2 separate regions of the Gossypium arboreum genome follow, and region 1 is linked to region 2. Evidence: chromatin contacts called from public Hi-C data. All regions are on one chromosome and are shown on one strand. The core of a region is the stretch at or near the end of the contact, and the rest is flanking DNA. Distances in the headings are between cores, read along the strand shown. Region 1 holds the start of LOC108462622 (probable protein phosphatase 2C 76). Region 2 holds the start of LOC108467433 (spermine synthase-like).

The links. A called contact is a pair of places that touch in the nucleus more often than the background predicts.
Region 1: a Hi-C map of leaf shows a contact between it and region 2, with 3 times the contacts expected there. The contact joins the promoter of LOC108462622 here to the promoter of LOC108467433 in region 2. A contact is called at or near these places in 2 of 5 Hi-C or Micro-C datasets (both in leaf).

Annotation. Positions count from the first base shown.
Region 1 is chr8:74,897,807-74,903,745 of ASM2569848v2, reverse strand. LOC108462622 (probable protein phosphatase 2C 76) reads right to left here and starts at 2,190. Exons shown (of 10, transcript XM_053018441.1): 1 at 2,014-2,190; 2 at 1,620-1,894; 3 at 347-557. The coding sequence starts at 447.
Region 2 is chr8:74,326,412-74,333,179 of ASM2569848v2, reverse strand. It overlaps LOC108467433 (spermine synthase-like), which reads left to right and starts at 2,849. Exons shown (of 11, transcript XM_053017960.1): 1 at 2,849-3,183; 2 at 4,142-4,362; 3 at 4,450-4,494; 4 at 4,816-4,892; 5 at 5,033-5,155; 6 at 5,573-5,677; 7 at 5,773-5,845; 8 at 5,956-6,027; 9 at 6,338-6,533; 10 at 6,686-6,768. The coding sequence starts at 4,173.

The DNA of each region.
Region 1 (5,939 bases), core at 941-3,440, 570 kb before region 2:
AAACCCATTTTCACTTATTCCATTATGAGACTAAGTGAATTTATGAGAGTACTAATATCAACACATGTAAAATTGACATTGTTAAATTTCTCAGATTGCATAAATAATCAGTAACTGACAGTAGCAACACAATATGTAGCTTTCAATCATTGGGAAACACATTAATTGAACCAAATATGGAAAGAAATTTTCATATCTGACCAAATAATTAAACCAGCATACAGTAAACTGCTAGCAACATTTATTCAGAAAAAAAATCATTTTTAAAAAATGAATCATGAGATTTGTATCTATATGATAAAAAGTAAAAACAACTATTTAAAACAAGTGGAACTCAGATATTTACCTTTTCCACCCTCCAGTAACATATCCGCCATCACCATCTTTCTCGGATATCATATCAACAATGGGACCCTGATTTGTTGATGCACCTGAATCAACCATCATCCTTGCACCCACCCAAAATTCACAGCTTCACGAAAACGTTAATCCAGCACAGGCATATAAACTCCTTCAAAAATCTTATAAAAGCACCCTTTTCGAGGTTAATATTTTTCCTATATGCCCAGTTAGAAGAAGGAAAAATGTTAATCAACGTATAGTGACATTGGATAAGCGATATTTATAGAAAGTTAAATGTAATCAACGATTATTTTCTCTTGAATCCAGTACAAGTAATATATTAAATGCAAAACTACTAAAATGTTAACTAAATAATATTTAACAGAACCTGTAAATAACGGTAAATCTTATCCTTTAAACAATCACACTCCTTGGATAACTGCTGCATACCATCTAAAATTCTCCACTTATGGCCTTAATTGCCAGATCTTCAAACCCACAACAACAAAACAATGCTGGGTAACAAATATCAGTCTGGCTACAAAATCAAAGTGCTTTAAATTGGAATTTTATATTTTGTACAAAATACAATGGTTCCCCGTTCATAAATCAACTAACACAAAATGAACTCTTACAATTTGCATAGGTTAAATAGCTTCCAAGAAAAATTCATTATTACACACTAGATTTGAATATACTAGCAATATATTTATGAACATGTTTATTATTCAAAAGTGACTTGATAACTTTAGACCAAATACATTACACGATTACAGAAAACCTAGGCTGCTCAGACTCTTCATTTTGTTTAAGTACTTGTGTATGTCACCATGTTTAACGCATAATAGGATATGGATATGAAAATATGATCATCCGAAGATCCTCCCAAGTACATACAAAAACTTGGCAAATAACATTTCCGTGTTTGACACATATGGTATCCGACTCTCAACGCCAAGTCCGATTATCATAGCACAATACATTACGATACAGGGGGAAAAAAACACTAGAACGCCACAAAAATAATAGGAATATAATACAAAAATAAAAATGCATTAAAAGTTATATAACACAATAAATTAAGGTATCAAAATTTATATATAAATATATAATATCATCATGAAAAATATAAAAAGACAACACGAGTACATGCATTGCCTATTCTGTCCATAAGTAGCAAGAATTAGCATCAGTAAGCTGAGATTCCATTTACAGATATAAGTTAAATCAGCATAGGTAGAAAGAAAATGAAAATCCGAGAGGAATCAAAATCTTACTTTTACATTTCAAAGCAATAGCCTCATTGTTTGAGCTGATAAATCAAACAACACAGAGGGAATTTTTTTTTTTAAAAAAAGAAAGAGAAAGAAAGAAAGAAAAAGGCAGCATTATCGATTAAATTTAAGCGGGACAACAAAAAAGAAAAGAAAAAGGGACCTCTGGTCGATAACTCCGGATAAAAGAACCGGATGGGATCCAGGTTGGAAGACGTGGAGGATGCCAATCAGAAATGGAGATGAGTAGGGACGGACAGCGTAGCGTGGAGTTTTCTCTGGAACAGGAAAACTGGTATGAGAAGAGAAGAGAATGTAAAAACCCTATAGGGAGAAAAGTGAATAGGAAGGAGAGAGGAGATTTGAAGAAAGCAGTAGAGATATTGTCGGTTGGCACCGAGGAGGAGAAGTGGCAACGTGGCACTCTTCATGCATCCACTTCTATTTTGGGAGCCTGATCTTCTGGTTGCGCTTGCTTGCGCTTAGAATTTGCGCTCTAATTTCTAAATTACTACTACTACAAAATACTAGTGGTATACCGAACCTTGGTATGTGGTTTGGTGATTTACCTTTTTTGTTTGTTTTTAACAGCTAAAATATAAAATAAAATAAGCAAATAATACCATAGAAAAACAATTTGTTCGAATATAAAAGTCAAATTTCAACGATGTTGAAGTGTATAAACGTCATGCATATGTTAAATACATATTTACTTTAATAATAATTTTATATATCAACACTTACCATTTTATATTGATAAAATTTTAATAATTATGTTATGTGTAAAAAAATTATAAAAATATCATTAGTAGAAAATTATAAATGTGTACGTGACAAAAAATTTCATCACTAAAAATAAAAAATTAAACAACTAGGAATAAGTCATTCATCGCTAATATATTAGATAATAATTTTAGTAAAGAACTGTTAAAATTATGGCAAAATAGTCCTAAATTTTGTAGTATTAAATTGAAAAATTCCAATAAATTTATTAGAGGAAAATCTATAATCTATACTAAATAAGATATAGAAGAATTTGATATAAAGATTAAGGAATTATTAGAAAAATGATTAATATAAAAAACTAATAGTCTACATTCATCTAACATTTATGGTTAGAAATCATGCGAAATAAAAAGAGGTAAAATTAGGATGGTCATTAATTATAAAAATTAAGTCAAAATATTATTTTTTATGGTTATTTTATTCAATAAAAGATGTATTAATTAATTAGGAAAACAAGCAAAATACTTAAATAAGTTTGACTATAAATCAAGATTTTGGCAAATCATGCTAACAAAAAATCTAAACCTTTAACAGTTTTTAGTGCACCTAATGGACATTACCAATGGAAAGTAATGCTATTTGGATTATATAATGCACCACAAATATTCCAAAGATGGATGAATTCTTTAATAAATATAAGAAATTATGTGTAGTTTGTATAGATGATTTTTTTATATTTTCATATACTCTAGAATTACATAGAAAGCATTTAAATATTAAAATATGTATGTTATATGAAAAACTAAAAGCGGATAAACCCTTTACTTTATTTAAAGAAAACTCGAAATTATAAAATTTAAAATCAAATCATTGATTCCAAAAGTTCATTCTTAAACAATGAGATAAATTAATTTTGGAAACAAATGAATCACAAAATTATTTGAAATGTATTTTAAAAGCTAAAACCATAAATAATGAAGAATTAATATCTGGATCTAGTTAGGAAAATTTAAACCAAATGAAATTAATTATGTCATATTTGAAAAATAATTATTAGCTATAAAGAAAGGAATGAAAAATTTCTTATATATTTAACACCTGAAAATTTTGTCATAAAAGCGATAATCGAGATAGTTAAATATTTTCTAACTAACAAAAGTTTAGAAACTGAACCAAGAAGAATTAGATGGTATATTAAATTATGTACTTTTAATTTTAAGGTTTTACATTTTAAAGACACACAATATTATTATTGACTATCTTAGCAGGCCTTATAGATAGAAGTAAACAACTCTTAAAAAAGTTGGTGAATAGCCTACAATTAATAAAAAGCCCAACAAAGGGATTACCTTAAAATCAAAATATCCTAATCAAGGATAATAAGACAACCAGTTGCAATTTCAACTGAATTATCAATTACACCACAATCGATAAGTCAACTACCATGGTCCCAAGATCCAAATTCAATATACCAAGCTATTATGTTGAAATTATTCGAGGGGTAGAAAATTTTTGTGTGATAGAAAATTTATTGAAACTACAACAAATACAATAAATAAAATATTTTTATAATCCATGTTTACCCTTAGAATTATATAATCTTATTAATGAAATATTGAAAAGCCCATATTACTAAGCAAAGAGTAAATATTAGAAGAGCTCTTACTATTTAACAATACTTAGTTGAAAAACAACTAAAGAATAAGAAGCTCATGATTTATTGTTAAAATCTATTTTATATTGTTATTGGGAAGAACTAGAAATTAGTTTTTAGATATTAAGAAGATAAATAATCTTTTTATATATCTCAGTATTTTATTAACAAGGAACAACTAATCCTATTATAAATAAAATATTTAAATTATGTTTATATAATAAGCCTAGAATTATCCTACCTACAAAAATATTTTCTAAAATTGATAGAGCTATTTGCAATCAACAAGCTCAGTTTCAAAAAGCCTTTCCTAAACATTTGTCACAAACTTATGTTTTTACAAATTATTTAGACAAAAAAATCCCTACTATAAAATTTAGGCTTGATCATGAACCATTTGATATAAGTCATATTGAATGGGGTTTTGTTCAAGAAAAAATAATTCAAAATTTTTCTATTCATTTATTAAAAGATTTTCCAACATTTATTAAATCTTCGTCATTACGTATGAAATATGAAGATGACTTCTTTTATTATTTTCATCTTGAAATTTGCAGTCTTATTGGTATAGTTAAATGAGAAAATTAAAGAGCACTTGGCAAAATATGTTGACAAATGTTATAATAATCCTATTTATTATCAATTCCAAGAAGGAATTGATCTAATCACCAAAGCCCATAATCTACTTCAACAAAAAACTTATAAATTTTGGACTGATGGTCGAAGAATAATGACATATGATACTGGAAATAATCAAGAAAAGATAAATGAAGAATCCATTCAACTACTAAAAAACATAGCTGAAATGGAGATTGATGATTTCTCATCCCATATAATTGAAGATATTAAAAATACATGGGAAAGCTAGAACTCACCTGAATTGTCAATCGGTTCATTAAATTTAGATGAAATTGAAGAATTGAATCCGGATAATATCCAAGAAACTTGACAAAAAAAATAGAGGATATTGTCCATATTCATTTCTTCAATTTCATCTAAATTTAATGAATCAGTTGACAATTCTGTTCAGTTCCAGAATTCCCATGTATTTTGATGTCTTCAATTAAACTATTAAAACCTTTAGGCAATCACTTTCTACTAGAATTATCCTACCTTCATAAATATTTCCTAAACTTGATGGAACTATTTGTAACCAGTAAACTTATTTTCAAAAAGCCTTTTCCAAATATTTTTAGCAAGCTTATGTTTTTACAAATTATTTAGATGAAAAATTTCCTACAATAAAATTTAATTTTAATCATTAACCATTTGATATAAGTCATATTGAATGGGGTTTGGTTAAAGAAATAATAGTTTAAAATTTTATTTTCATTTATTAAAAGATTTTCTAGCATTTATTAAACCTATGTTATTATGTATGGTATATGAAGATGACTTCTTTTATTATTTTTATCATGAAATTTGTTGTAACAGCCTAATTTTTAGTGGTGACGGAACAGTGATTTCGGGACCACAAATTTCTGTCGTGTCAGCTCATAATTATTATTTTTAGAATATTTTTAGAGTTATTAAAATCATATTAAAATTTGGTTTGAAAATATTAACGTTTAGATAGTTAATTAAAAGAAAATGACTAAATTGAAAATGGTGCAAAAATTTAGTAAATCTTGAATGGCATAGATTTAATAGCTTATTTATGAAATAAAAGAGACTTAAATAATAATTATCCCATATGATTATTAATGGACCATAAATGGTTTTAAATGGTGTTTTAAAAGGTTTTAATTAAGGGATAATTAAGTAATTTAATAAATAAACTAAAATTTAATAAAACAAAATTCAAAATCATCATTTTTTCATCTTCTTGCCGAAAAACCTAGTCTATTTCCACCATTTTTGAATCTTTACATTTGACTAGCATTGGAAGCTTGCATGTAAGTCCGTTTACTTTCGTTTTAATTCCGTTTATTGTAATTTTTATA
Region 2 (6,768 bases), core at 1,600-4,099:
CAAGTCTTCAATGAAATTAGGGAGAAAAGTATCTCACCAAATAGTTTTATTAATAAGAAACAATGATAAAAGTTCAACAACCTTTACAAATGAAAGTAAACAACTATTTATAGCCTAGTTTTTGGGGTAGCCGGATAGATATAGAACAATGCTTAAAGAATAAGTAAAATTCGGCTAGAAAATCCTAGAATAAACTAGAAGACAATCATTAAGTGACTAAGTCTAAATTCAACTACTTGGAACGCCAATGGGCATGTTTTGTGAAGAAGCAATTCGACTGAATGAATGTGAAGCATGGAAGCTTGACAGCCATGTCTAGATTCGGCTAAAAAGAGGATGAATGGAAGCCTTCATGCATGCTTTTTGGCCGAATGGTCACTTAGAAAATATCAACCAACATATGTCCATTGGTCTCCACGAAAAGGCATATGGGAAGAAGGAAAATTCAGCAACTCATTTAAGTCGTCCATCCATGGGAAACACTTTAATAAATGCTGTCCATGAACATGTCTTGGTCATGCACAAAACACCCACTTAAATTCTGCACATTAAATTCGTTTCTTGCCATGAACTTACAACAAATTAATGCATCAAGTAAACAACAATTAATTCGGCCATACATGCTTGCCACAAACAGCCTCTTTAATGGACACCCCTTGCATGCTGGACAAGTCCTTAAATTCGTCCCATGCTTGCTCCAACACCTCTTTAATTCGGTCAGCCATCATGCACCATAAATTCGGCTGGACAAAGTAGCAACATGAATTAAATTCAGCAAGACATTAAACCAGTAGCTCATTAAATTCGTCCCAAGGTCCAACAGTCATTGAATTTGGCTTCTTTAATGCTGATTCATTCATGTGCCTAAAACCAATTTAATGAAGCAAATTAATTCATGTTAAACACATTAAATTCGACACATTAAACCTGTAGCAAAGTTGAGACAATTTAAATTCATGGTTTTAATCACAAAACACATTAATAACATGTCTAAACAAGGACATATTTATGACCCACGTTTTAATGCTAGGACAACCATTAGATTCGGTTTAGACAAATAAATAGCAGCAGCTAATTAATTTGTCTTAAACTTGACATATTAAATTCATGTCCTAAACTAAGACACATTAAAAACTTTATTTAATTATGTATTGATTTAACAAATTAAAATGAGCTAATTATTTTAAGCTAACTAAATAAACCAACTTAATTATTTCAGCAAATTAAAATGCATGAAATTAAATAATTTCGAATCGAGCTCAATGAGCTTGCATCAAAACGAAATTAAATCGGTAACAAGCTGAATTGAGCTGGACGGAGCTCGGAGAGCTGGAAATGAGCTAGGATCAACTTGCCAACAGTGCAATGCTCGGCTTGGTAAGCTTGACCAAAGTAGTTTGTGGGGCGGGTTCGTATCCGGTGATGCCTGTCAAAAAGGCACCACTGGTGCTGCCTTTGACAGGCCCACCATTGGTGCCGCCTATGGCTATCCCACAACCGATCCTGCTTATGAGATGCCCTCGATCCATTATTTTATTATTATTATTTTTTCACTGTTTTCTACCCATTATTTAATATTTTTTTTAACTGTGTTTGTCAGAAAATTCAGTGTGGTGCCGCCTATGCACCACCCTCCATCACTTGAAGTATACCATTTTGGTAAAATATCTTGAAGGCAGTCTATTTTCATTTTTTTAAATATTATTATAGTAAAAAACCCCGTCGAAATGCATAGGACTTTTTAAGTGCATTTTTTTAAAATGATTATATATCAAATTACTATGTTGAATTTGGTTTCTTGGTATATGTTTGGTTTGTTGATGCTGTGTTTAAGATTTTATTTAAATTTTGGAATTTAATTCAATATTATGTGGATTGTTTTTATGCATAAATTTTACTTAAATAGCCTAATTTTGTTTTGTTGTGTTAGTGAGTGAGAATTATGGTGTTTTGAACTTATTTGATATGTCAAATGTTCATTAATGGTTATTATATATGTTTTTTCAATTTTTGATATGTTTGCGATGTTATTTGTATAACTTAAATTGTCAAATTTCTACATATTTTTTAGGCTAAGTTTAGGCATCTGGACTTTATACTTAAATATTAGTACATGGCTTTAAGTATTGATCCATGTCTGCATATATTGGTACATTGTGTCTTTGTATCGATACATGGACTTTGGAACCAAAATTGTTTTAAATTTCTGATACATGTATCGGTCCATAAAGACTAGATTTCAGCACTTATCCCTTGTTTTTGATGTTTTGAGCTGGAATTTTGTTCTAAAGATTGTTTTTATTGAGACTTTGTTTAATTATTAATGACACATGACATTTTTATAAACGTAATTTAATTGCATTGTATGTAAGTGAGTTTAATCAAATTGTCTTGTTATTAATGTAGCATCGTATATTCAATTGTCTTTCGAATCAGATATAAAGTGTTGCAAATAGTATATCAAAAATTGAATTTGTCTAGTTGAAATTTTTATAATAATTTTATTTTTCCCAACTTTTAATTAATTTAATGTGCAATCTAATGGATATCAAATTCAGCCATAAACATTATATATAATATAAATAAACCATTTTATTTTGTGGTTATATTAATCAACATTATTTTGAACTTGCTATTATTTTTTATCATTTTATCAAATATAATATTGGTTTACAAAGTTTAAATTCATAGCATATAAATGGTAGACCAAAACTCTATTCACTATCCAAACAAATCTTGATATACGAACTTCTAATTTAGTTTACTTAATTTATACCATTGGTGGTATACCAAATTTTTTGGTATACGAAGTTGGAATATAAGATATGCAATATTCTTTTCCTACTCCCACGCTGTGCCTCCTTTAGAAAAAGAATCTTATTTATGGCAATTGCTTTCCTATTTTTTATTTATTTTCGACCCGTTCTAATATTCTCTATAAGGGTGTACCAGTCATTGAAGAAAAAAGTAATACTGTTTTTGAATAAAGTAGGCAAGTTCAAAGATTTCATTAATCTTGCGCTGCGCGTGGTTATATAAACAAGGGCTCGGAAATGCCATTTTCATCAAAACAAAGCTGCCACAAATAGATTTTCGATACATCTTTTTTTCCCTTCTTCTTCTTTCCCATCCACGCTCGATATTTGAGACTTTCCAGATTGTTCAGAGTTACATTAACACCAGGCGTGATTTTCTTCTTCCTTTTAATATTTTTCTTTATTTTTCATTGGCTTTCTTTTTTATTGTTTAATATTATCACTGCCGTTGTGTTAGTTCTGACATTTTGCTTTTTATTTTTTGTTTATTTATTTCATTTCATTCAAAAAGCGGACGTTTATTATCGGTTTTAGGAGAGTCGTTGCTTTTGAATTCGCTTTTCTAAACCCTAATTCTTCAACTCAGAAAATTTCACGGGAAAGAATTGGAGCTTTGCGTTGGTTTTTCCCTTTATATATATTTCAAAAAATCCGTTTATTTCTGTAATAAAAGCGAAAAACCTGAGGTTAAAGTTGCTGTAATTGTTATTTAAAGAAAGTTTATTGCTAACTGTAAGTTCTAAGTTGGATTTGAAATTTTCATTTCTATTACCTAACTTAGTGGAAATTAGCTTGTTTTTTTTTCATCTTACTTTGATCTTCTAGAAGCGGCATTTATGTTTGTTCCTATTCCTTTTATTTATACAGCTTTCAATATTGATCATAGCTTTGAATTGTATAATATAATTTTCTCATCATAATCAATATAAAAATCCTCTGTGATAAATTTTTATACAGCTTTCAATGTTGATGATAGCTTTGAATTGTTATATTAAAAAGCGTTATTGGCCAGGAAATTCTACTTCAAAAGTCTTCTGCTATTTCACACTCCTTTCCTCTGCTTTTTCTTTTATTAATCTTTTTCCTCTTTGAGGCTTGTTATATTTTTAAAAAATGATAAATAATGTATGAACATACTGCTAGATGTACAAGAAAGCTGGTGCTTTTTTCATCTTGAACATTCTACAACAAACTTTCTTTCAGTGATAAAAAAAACTTTTTAAAATGTATTTTTTTTTTGAAAAAAAGATTTAATCTGCTCATGCATGCATATGTTAGTTCTGTTTCTATAAGCAGGGAACTTATGAATTGGTTTTGACATGTAGAGGCTGGAGCCGAAGAGGAAAAAGATAATCTATGGGGGAAGACGCAGGAAGAGGTTTGGAATGCCAGAAGATTATGGATGGGAAGGGGAATAATGGGAATAGTTCACAGAAGGCTATCCCTTCTTGTTGCTTGAAGGCTAGGGCTTCAGCCGCTGAGCTTGAGGCTAAATGCCATTCTACCGTTGTTTCTGGGTGGTTCTCAGAATCTCAGTCTTCTTCTGGTCATCATCTTTGAATTCTTTTCTTTCCTGCTCTTTTTCACTATTTGCCAGAATTTCATGGTTTGAGTCTTTTATCCTCACTTGTAGATAAGGCCGGTAAAATGGTTTACTTCAACAATCCTATGTGGCCCGGTGAGCTTTAAAGTTCCTCTTTAATTTATTTATGTTTTGATTTTAAAAATATTTTTTATCTTCTCGATGCCATGTAATAATTGATTTAATATATATTAAATCATAACAGAAGAAATCTGATAAAAGGTAATTAGTGACAATTCTGAACTTTCTCACAATGCTAGGGTTCCACTGGACTTTTGATAACTTTATCAAGTTAACTTATTCTTTGAAATGAGAGCTTAGTTAGGAGCCTCGAGTTGAACTAGGGGCAGCCTTTCATGCATTAGATCATATCATAACCTTTACTGATACTGACAATCTTTCAAATTTTTGTTGCAGGAGAAGCACATTCTCTGAAAGTTGAAAGCATTTTGTACAAAGCAAGGTCAGACTATCAAGAGGTTCTCGTTTTTGAGGTTTGGTATTTTTAACTCTACTTTATGATTTCCGTAATTGTTTACCTCTAGTTCCTGTCTTTCTGTCCCCTTTGCGTTATTTATTTTTTAACTGACTGCTTGTTATGCACATTCTTGCTAATGATATACTTCCTCTGCAGTCATCAAGCTATGGGAAAGTGCTTGTTCTTGATGGTATAGTTCAGCTGACTGAGAAGGATGAATGTGCATATCAGGAGATGATAACTCATCTTCCCCTTTGCTCAATTCCATCTCCCAAAACTGTAATCTCATCTTATCTAAGCATAGAATTGTTTTTCACTCCATGTGGAAGTCGGTAGTTTCCCTTTTATCTTTGCTAGTACCATTTATATTGTTGGACTTATCGAACTTGCTTTTCTTCAATTTCTTAAGTTGGGATTTGAATTTTTTTTCTTTAGTACTGCATAATCATGCAATCTGTATGAAGTTTTGTGCTAGAAAGGCAGTTAGATGGTTATAGTCTTTTCTGTCAAGAAAATCACGAGATACATCCCCTAAGCTATTTGGCTTATTTAAAGTGCTTGAACCCTGATTAGGCTGACAAATTTCCGCTTTTATCAAAACCCTTATTTATCTGACCTTAGTTCCAGACTTCTAGAAAGATTTTACTTTAGCTTCAAAGTGGTTTTGTGTTAACTTTACCTAGATACTGAATACAGGTTCTGGTTGTGGGAGGTGGTGATGGTGGGGTTCTTGCAGAGATTTCTCGGCACAGCTCTGTTGACCACATTGATATATGTGAAATAGATAGGATGGTTATAGAGGTATTTTATTTAGCATCTCTTCTTGTTTTCTTTTCATTTTAATTTATATCTAAAAATGCAACTTAGTAGACATTTACCACATTCTCTTATTCTAGGTTTCTAAGAAGTTCTTTCCAGAACTGGCTGCTGGATTTGAAGACCCCCGTGTTTGTCTTCATGTTGGTGATGGTAGGCTAAACCAATATTTTATTCATTTTATTTATATTAATTTTTTACCGTGGGCGGTCAGCATAGCTATAATTTCTGAGCTGATAATTTTTCTTGAATAATCTTAACAGCTGTTGAGTTTCTTCGTAATGTTCCAGAAGGGAAGTATGATGCAATCATTGTTGATTCATCAGATCCTGTAGGTATGTTGTAATTTTGGTCCATTATAATTTTATTTTCTAATTTAACGAGTTCTGCATATACCAGTAGAAAAATCTATCGTTTCTTCCAACATGAGAAAAAAATGGAACATTAGAGTTAGAAGTTTGAAAATGCTTTCACCGTGTCTTAAAGAATATATGTGGTGCTCTCTGCTTAGATGCTTTGTTATGGATCTCTTTTAGTTTTCAAGGGCTCTAGGGGATTTTACAACAATGGTATTTGCAAATTGATTTTTGTTTCAAGACTGGACAATATTCGAGCTTTAAATTTTCTTTTTTTCCTGCAATGTAGGTCCTGCTCAAGAGCTAGTAGAGAAACCATTTTTTGATACTTTAGCTAGAGCTTTAAGGCCTGGTGGTGTCCTATGTAACATGGCAGAGAGTATGTGGCTTCATACACATCTAATTGATGATATGATCTCTATTTGCCGTGAAATATTCAAAGGTTCTGTTCATTATGCATGGGCGAGTGTTCCAACATATCCAAGGTATTTTAATTATGCTATGTTTTCACCTTATTTCTCTTTTAGATAATTATATGATGCATTTTTTGGTGGCAAATTTATCTGTAATGATTTACCAATTGGTAAGGCATCAAATGTATCTCATTTCTGACTTCTGGTTTCTTTTTTTAATGCAGTGGTGTGATTGGTTTTCTGATATGCTCGACAGAGGGGCCAGCAGTTGATTTTCTGAATCCCATTAACCCTATTGAAAAGTTAG